2 separate regions of the Mus musculus genome follow, and region 2 is linked to region 1. A link is a contact called in public ChIA-PET data. All regions are on one chromosome and are shown on one strand. Each heading gives the region's core, a stretch centred on a gene start, on an enhancer-like site or on the middle of the called end of the contact. The rest is flanking DNA. Distances are from core to core; before and after follow the strand shown. Region 1 overlaps Rbm33 (RNA binding motif protein 33). Region 2 overlaps Rnf32 (ring finger protein 32).

Region 1 (4,376 bases), core at 799-3,298:
TAGTGTGAGCACTCCAGTTTCAGTTCTGTTCCTCAGCATATTCTGGCACATACAATTTGAGCATCCTTAGTCTGAAAAATCAGTAACTTTCTAAGTCTCAAAGTTTCATGTTGCAGATTTCAAATTTTGGCTTAAGGTTACTCAATGGGTAAAATCCAGGTTATTCATTCCCCAAACTAGAAAACTCTGAAACTTGAAAAACTCTGGTCCTACCCTTCCCATTTCAGATAAAGATGATTCAACACCTAGAAGTATATCTAAACATGTTTTTAAGTGATCTTCAAAATTTCCTGGATTATAAACTAGAAATTATGTTTATATGACATCTGATGGGATAAGGGGAGGAAAGGGAGAATGGGAGGGAGGAAGGATATATGAATGAATGAATGAATGAATGAGAACCAGTTTATATACCTCTGGTATGTAACTGATACTGTGGCTTCTGATCCAAGTGCCTTAGTTAAGGTTTCTACTGATGTTACAAAACACCATGACAAAAAAGAAATCCAGGGAAAGATTTATTGGATTAATTTAATCTCAGCCTGCTTCCTTCCAAGAGCATTAGCTCAGAGTAGCACCACCTCACTGTGTGCCGGGCCCTCTCATATTAACCATCAATCAAGAAGATGCCCAGGAAGCTTATTCACAGGCCATTCTGGTAGGAACATTTTCTAAGTTAGGACCCACTCTTACAAAATGACTCTAGCATGTGCTAAGTTGACATAAAAGTAACCACCACGGGGCTGGTGAGATGGCTCAGTGGGTAAGAGCACCCGACTGCTCTTCCGAAGGTCCAGAGTTCAAATCCCAGCAACCACATGGTGGCTCACAACCATCCGTAACAAGATCTGACTCCCTCTTCTGGTGTGTCTGAAGACAGCTACAGTGCACTTACATATAATAATAAATAAATAAATCTTTAAAAAAAAAAAAAAAAAAAAAAGTAACCACCACACCAAGTCAATCAGTAATCCTGACACTTTCCAATTACACAATTGTCCTCCAAAGCTGTGTAGAACTGCCACTTCAGGGACAGTCTGAAATGAAACACACTGAGGCCATCAGAAATCACAAACAGTGGGCCCACCTCTCATAACAGTTCAGAAGATTAGAAATGGTTTAGAACTCAGTATGTGTGAATAAGGTGAAACCCCAACTCTAGAGTCAGGCACCTGGCGTGCTGACAAGAGGTTACTTGAATCCACTGCTGACTGCCTTTGGTTCTACGGTCGATCTTGATGTCAGAGGAGCTGGGAGAGAGAACCGGCCTGAATGAAGGATCACATACTCCCTACCTTACAGTGATTTTCACTTTTTAAAAAAAGATTTATTTTATATATGTGAGTACACTGTAGCTGTCTTCAAACACATCAGGAAGAGGGCATCAGATCCCATTACAGATGGTTGTTAGCCACCATGTAGTTGATGGAAGCTCAGCACCTTAGAAGAGCAGTCAGTAACCATTTCTCCAGCCCTCATAGAATTTTAATAACTACCATGTGACTTTAAGAACATCATCATGTACTTTATAATCATCTACAGAGGACCAAAGGTGTTCTGGTTCAAAGACTGCCATCATCTGCCCATACAAGGCCCATTACCTCATCAAACATGACCAAGAAACAAAATCTTTATGATGTCAAATCACTGCCTAAAGTCAAAGTCATACCTCTACTTTGGTAACTTTACCACAGTCACTCAACCACATCAAAAGATTTCACTGAAAAAATTCAGTGTGAACTGCCACAGGTTATCATTGTCAACACAAAGCTCGCAGAGTTGGAGATTTCAAACAATAATCAACTTTCCCCTTAGATACAAAACATCTATGGCACTATGAACTCTGGAAACTATACTAGACTTCTACAATGCATCTATTTCTTTAAAAACTTTATTCATGTTTTGTTTTAAAAAACAAAAACAAAAAACAAAATTCCCCTGAGAACAGCTTCTCTGGTAGAAATGGCCCTTTCTGCCACCCATCCTCATTTCAGACAGGCCCAAACTGCTCTTTGAGGCTTGTTTCACAGACCCATCCTGGTGTAGACCACAGATGACCCACATCCCCACTTCCCAGCCTGCTTTTCACTATACAGTGAAAAGGCTCATTACAGCAGATTAGTATCACCAGGTGATTTTAACCAGTTGGTCCACCATCCCTGGGAAGTCTTTTTCCTATCCCTAGTCAGCTTCTTCTCCCACTGCCCTGGTCACTTTCCATCCAGTCATCTTCTGGTTCTGATCTGCAATATAGCTGCTTCTATGCCTGCAACAGTCTGAGCAGCCTTATACAGTAAGGCTTGGATACATCCAAGTATTGCATAGTTATTAGTAATGTGTGTGCTAATTTTTTTTTCTTTTTTTTTTTTCCATTTTTTATTAGGTATTTAACTCATTTACATTTCCAATGCTATACCAAAAGTCCCCCATATCCACCCACCCCCACTCCCCTGCCCACCCACTCCCCCTTTTTGGCCCTGGTGTTCCCCTGTACTGGGGCATATAAAGTTTGCAAGTCCAATGGGCCTCTCTTTCCAGTGATGGCCGACTAGGCCATCTTTTGATATATATGCAGCTAGAGTCAAGAGCTCCGGGGTACTGGTTAGTTCATAATGTTGTTCCACCTATAGGGTTGCAGATCCCTTTAGCTCCTTGGCTACTTTCTCTAGCTCCTCCATTGGGAGCCCTATGATCCATCCATTAGCTGACTGTGAGCATCCACTTCTGTGTTTGCTAGGCCCCGGCATAGTCTCACAAGAGACAGCTACATCTGGGTCCTTTCAATAAAATCTTGCTAGTGTATGCAATGGTGTCAGCGTTTGGATGCTGATTATGGGGTGGATCCCTGGATATGGTACTCCATTGTGTGGATGTGGTACATCTACACAATGGAGTACTACTCAGCTATTAAAAAGAATGAATTTATGAAGTTCCTAGCCAAATGGATGGACCTGGAGGGCATCATCCTGAGTGAGGTAACACATTCACAAAGAAACTCACACAATATGTATTCACTGATAAGTGGATATTAGCCCCAAACCTAGGATACCCAAGATATAAGATATAATTTGTTAAACACATGAAACTCAAGAAGAATGAAGACTGAAGTGTGGACACTATGCCCCTCCTTAGATTTGGGAACAAAACACCCATGGAAGGAGTTACAGAGCCAAAGTTTGGAGCTGAGATGAAAGGATGGACCATGTGTGTGCTAATTTTTAACAGCAACCTATTTAAGATAATCTAAGTTTTCAATCTATTATTTCATTTAGTCAATTTTTCATAGAAACAAACAGCATACTGACTTACAGCAAGCACTGAAGGCATGCTACTTATGTGGTATTTAACAGTGCTTCAGGCACCTCAATTTTTAGCTATGTTAACAAGTTGGCCAAGAGCAGAGCAGGAGGAATTGAAGAGGGAAGAATTTAACACAATACTTACACAAGACATGTACTGATAGCTGGAAATCAGCAACACTCAGTGTGAAAATTTTTATCACTTTAACTTTCACCAATTTCAAACAAGAGTGCAGCAAGCCTAAGTTATTCACAAGTCATCATCCCATGCTGCCAGTCTCACGCCTGCACAGCTGCTCTCCCCAGCCAACTGGCCCACCTTGTTCCTTTCCAAACCAGACTGATTTCCTGCAGTATACCTGGCTTTCTAGATAAATCAGGAATTACACCTATCTCCTTCCAGAACCAGAGTGACTTCCTGCATTGTGCCCCTGGTTTCTACACATACCTCCTACATTATCATGAAATACAAGACAAGACCTTCTGTAATTGGCCTTTCTGTTCAGATCTCAAAAAGACCTAACAGCAAGCTCCAGTTTCTTTTCACTCTGACTTCATAACTGAGTGTAATTAAGTTAAGCCCAGCATTCCAGTCTGTTTTCGTTACTAGGATCACAGAAGTAGAACGTGTGTTGGTTCCATGAACTGAGTCAGGGATCAATAGAATGAGTCGTATGAAAAACGAGGCTTTTCATAATCCTTCCCTCCACCCCACCCCCACCCCACCCTCCACCTCTCCAGACAGTTAATTTTGAATCCTCCAAGGAGATAAGGCAGGTGTAACTGGAAGAGCAGGCTGTTTTCTACACTGTAAAGAGTGAAGTTCTGCTGAGGTCTGCTGTCATGGAGAGACCAGGGTATAACTCTCCCCTTAACCCTTCAGTTCTGCCCCAATTAGTGGTCAGAGCCAAGAGGACTCCAGAGAGACCAATGCATGGTTTCCAGTAAGAACTTCAAGCACTGGGCGTGGTCGTGCACACATATAATCCCAGCACTGGGAGGCAGAGGCAGATAGATCTCTGTGAGTTCAAGTCCAGTCTACAGAGCAAGGTCTAGGACTGCCAGAATTACACACTG
Region 2 (4,376 bases), core at 982-3,481, 820 kb before region 1:
TGGGCAGAGACCGGCTAGAGTGCTCTGTTGCTGAGCAATATAGGGCTACATTGTCATGGGGTTTTGTTTCATTTTGTTTTGTTTTGCTTTAAAGACAGGGTCTCTTGTATCCCAGGCTGGCCTCTAACTTGCCAAGGATGTAGGTGCGGAGCACACCTTTAATCCCAGCACTTGGGAGGCAGAGGCAGGTGGATTTCTGAGTTTGAGGCCAGCCTGGTCTACAAAGTGAGTTCCAGGACAGCCAGGGTTATACAGAGAGACACTTTGTCTTGAAAAACCAACCCCCCACCCCCACCCCCCAAAAAAGAACAAAAAATTCTTTTGCCTACTTAAGTGCTAGGCTTATAGGCATATGCTGTCATACCTGGTTTATGTGGTATTGGAGATTGAACTCAGGGCTGACTGTATGAGCAGGCAGCCTAACAACTGATCTACACCCCCAGCCCCAATAAACAGCCTTTATTTTAACAAGCTCTATCTGAGTTCTGGTACTGGTGGTCAGGATTAGAAATGGTTGTTACATTTGTTTCAATTTAGGGAAATTGAAATGTTCATGTGAGATGCCATTTGCTTAACATCCATATCACATTTAATCCCATTCTTTAAGGAAACTCAGTGTTTTCCTGAGTTAAATCTGAGGCACAGTGACAACAACATGTCAAATATTCTAATTATATATTCTAATAACTGTGCTTATAACAAATAATTGAGGGCTTTTGTTTGTTTTGTGTGTGTGTGTGTATACACATGTGCCTTTAGTGCCTAGAAAAGGTACTAGAAAAAAATCATATTGCTTTATAATCAATGCTGTTATAGCATAGTTGAAATGGGCTGGCTTACCCATGTAAGGGTAAAGCTACACACAAGGTCATAGGTACTCCCTTTCTTCCTCTGAGATAAATGAGGCTCTTATGGGACCAGAAAGTGTATGGCTATGGTCATTCAGTCTTGTGCCTAAAGAAGATAATAACTACGAAAACAGTTCGATAATAAGGAAGATGGCAGTGAGGTCTCCATTCTCCCTGATGATGCAGACATTAACTGGGGCCTCTTAAGAGTTGTAAAAACTCAATTTTGTCTACTTTACCAGATGGTACCTGACTTCAACAAACAGCACACAATGCTGATCTGAATGTCATCATTTCAGGCAATGCTGTTGGAGGCCATCGAGTTGAACAAAGCGAGCTTGAGAGTGAAGTGAGCTGCAGCTGCTGCCTGTAGCTTCACCAGTCTCAGATGGTCACTCACACAGACTCTGTGTGTGTGGAGAGGTAGTGATATTACACACCCACCTTTTCCTCAAAGAACTTTCTCCTTAATTTGGCATCCGAAGGCGGGATTATTTTCCTCAGGTTTCTGTACCACTTTCTAACGATGTACCCTCGCCAATAGGCTTGGATCCTAAAATAGAGATAGAGAAATGATGACCACCTAATAGCCTTACTTTAAAACATTTTAAAATAGTTTATCATGTATATGAATGTTTTGCTTGCGTATGTCTATATCATTCGTGTGTCTGGTACACATGGAGATCAAAGCATCCAATTTCCAGGAAACAGAGTTACAGATGGTTGACAGCCACATTATAGAGGTACTAGGAACTGAATCAGGGTCTTTTAAAAGAACAGTTGGTCCTCTTACCCACCAAACCATCCCTCTAGCCCCTAATGGCCTTCTTTAACAAGTACTTCAGTATTCCTCCCAGCCTGCGATGCTGTGGTGCTCCTCTGAGTTAGTAATCACATCCTGAGCTGCAAGCATCTGTCTCCCCTCTGCAGGGCACTGAGGCCCCTCTTACCTGGTGGCACACTTTACTCTGAACAGGCGAGCCCCATCATGTATCACTCTTGTTTGATATTGGTTCTTTCTACAGAGGGGACAGGTTTTTTTATTTGTGAACTTTTCAAAAGCCTGAAGGCATGCCTAAAGAAAAGGATTTTACTTAAAACTTTATAAGTAATTGTTTATAAACAACATTTTTACTTCTAATGTAATTACGGTGTCTATTTCTCATAATTTCTACTCTGTCTAATTTAGATCATGAAGTAGTTTCATCAGATGTTAACACCTTCCTCATGAAACCTGTTCCAAAAATGATTTTCTACAGCTCATGCATGCAGAGACTGTCATGTGGTGTAAAGGAAAAATGCTAGGTATAAGACTGCCGTGCAAACAGCCAGCAGGAAGTGTGCTGTCGGCAGCTTTGATGTGCAGGTAACAATCTGCTACACAAACATTTGTGGTTATGTCACACAAAATCTATGATTTTCACAACAGGATGAGGTGCAGTCTAACCTAAAGCCATGTTTCTAATTACAAACGGGGCTCATGGTTCAACAAATGGCTCTTTAAATAAGCGGGGGAAGGAGGCCAGGCCTGGCGTGGGATTACTCACCCTATGGAATACATGTGAGCAGGAAAGCAGCACCTGTCCACCAGAAGAGAACAAGAGTCCTAGTTAGGACTGCATCCCCTAGAAGAGCTGTCTGAATGCTTCAAGGTAGCATTCAGACAGCTGACCACTTCTACACTTACACGGTGTTAAGTTTAATATAGCATAAACATATCATCTAAAGAAAGCCAATGACCCCAATACCACAAAACCACATCATGCTTGATATTAAGCTAGTGAAAGGATTGCCAAGGTAGACATTGCTAGGTAGATAGGGTGGGGCAGGGAGAAACCTGTCTATGTGCTGTGGTCTTGGTAAGAGAATAAGCAGAGATATGATAGGCAAACATCTTTTATAGGGCCTTGCTTAGCTAAATTATACTCCTAAACTTAAAATTGTAGCTTACTATAACATAATTATGAGAATCTTACATTTAAATAGCAAGACATTATGGACACAAACTACATTTTCCTTTTGAAATTAAAAGCAAGTGTGTTCATAAGAAAACTTCACCCTTCTGACTCAAACTTCACACCTAACAGTGATGTTTTGGTCTGGAAAAACAAAAACAAAAAACAAAAATCAAAACTAGCTTAGATCCAATGAGGAAGGGTTTTAGAGCACTGGCCACTGGAAGGTATGTCAGTGGAGAAGGTGAGTGGGCAGAGGCGTGTCTCCCCTGTTTTCAGTGCCCAGCCCCTATGGCTTTGCTCACTCTGGTCTCTTAAGTGGGACTAAGGGAAGGATTTTTAGAATAGAGCGTGTAAACCTAAAACCTTTCCTTTAAAAAATATTTATTTTATGTATATGGATGTTTTGTTTGCATGTATGTCTCTGTACCACATCCGTATGCTGCCCATAAAGGCCAGAAGAGGGCATCAGATTCCCTGGAACTGGAGTTCAGGTGGTTGTAAACACCATGTGGGTGCTAGGAACTAAACCCTAGTGTACTCTGGAAGAGCAGCCCTGTGAAACCTTTCCTGGACCCTGCCAACTATAAGCTTAAATTTAATAAACTGATGTATTAAAATCATCTGTGGACTCAAGTTCTTCACTTTTTAATATAATTTTTCAAAGTATTTTATCAACAGATATCAATTTGCTCTGAATAATATAATTTTTATATAACTCTAATACTAGAATATTATATTTTGTAATATCCATATTATTCATTATAAGCAAACAGTTTATGGTGATTGTTACACAAGTGAGGATATTTACACTCTGCCATAATTTCTGAGTTGGCCTGTTGTGAATCACATGAGTTCTGTTCTCACTTTAGATGGTGTCTTTTACTGCAGAGATAAGTGACTACTTGAAAGTATCTTGAAATCATTCATTCATTCATTCATGTGATTGGGTATTCTGCCTGTATGTATGTCTGTGTACCTCTTGTATGTCTGATACCCATGGAGGTCAGAAGATCTGTTGGAACTAGAATTGTAAGCCACTATGTGTGTGCTGTGAATCAAATCTGGGTTTCCTGAGAGAACAGCCAGTATGTTCTCTTAACCATTGAGCCATCTCTTTAACCCAGGAAAATTGTTTTTAACTAAGAAATCTAATATGAGAATACTAAGTGCAATATTAACACAGCAATATTAGTATCTTCAACGAAACCAAATGGCATTTACTGAAATGCATACACAAACCCTGAAATAATTGCATGTTCATTCTTCATACAACTAGTTTAAATACATACAGCACAATGAATAGGGTGGCTGAGGTTAGAAGATTCCCTGCAGCTTGTACTCTAGCACTAAATTATAAACTGCCTTGCATCTGACAGTTTTGTGGTTCAAGGGCTGACTAAAATCTTTCCAATATCCACCTCCTGCATAAGATTAGGTCCTCTTGGAGAGTAGGAATCAAAGTGTACTTCTAGCATCTTTGTAATTCACATTACCAAAGAGCAAAAGTGTAATGATTGTGAGTTTCCTTGCAGATAATGAAGCATCTTCAAGTCTGAGCAGTCAGGATAGC

The links. ChIA-PET counts read pairs in DNA pulled down with a chosen protein or histone mark.
Region 2: a contact with region 1 is called in an RNA polymerase II ChIA-PET map of memory CD8 T cells, with 8 times the contacts expected there. The contact joins two enhancer-like sites. A contact is called at or near these places in 4 of 39 promoter capture datasets (the 3T3-L1 cell line, cranial neural crest, hippocampal neurons and 1 more), 1 of 484 Hi-C or Micro-C datasets (CD4 T cells), 5 of 115 datasets of contacts at active chromatin or transcription factors (astrocytes, embryonic forebrain, embryonic stem cells and 2 more) and 2 of 9 other capture datasets (adipose tissue and pancreatic islet).

Annotation. Positions count from the first base shown.
Region 1 is chr5:28,379,808-28,384,183 of GRCm38.p6, reverse strand. All of the region lies in intron 10 of Rbm33 (RNA binding motif protein 33), which reads right to left. Among named protein-coding and RNA genes, the nearest start is that of Rbm33, 65 kb to the right of the region's middle. Within about 2 kb of position 2,048, at least 9 of the 459 cell types and tissues checked have an H3K27ac peak or open chromatin away from gene starts, as enhancers often do. A contact at or near this core is called in memory CD8 T cells, where this site is marked.
Region 2 is chr5:29,203,721-29,208,096 of GRCm38.p6, reverse strand. Rnf32 (ring finger protein 32) reads right to left here. Exons shown (of 10, transcript NM_001289757.1): 6 at 2,396-2,428; 7 at 1,799-1,923; 8 at 1,293-1,401. Among named protein-coding and RNA genes, the nearest start is that of Rnf32, 9.9 kb to the right of the region's middle. Within about 2 kb of position 2,231, at least 14 of the 459 cell types and tissues checked have an H3K27ac peak or open chromatin away from gene starts, as enhancers often do. A contact at or near this core is called in memory CD8 T cells, where this site is marked.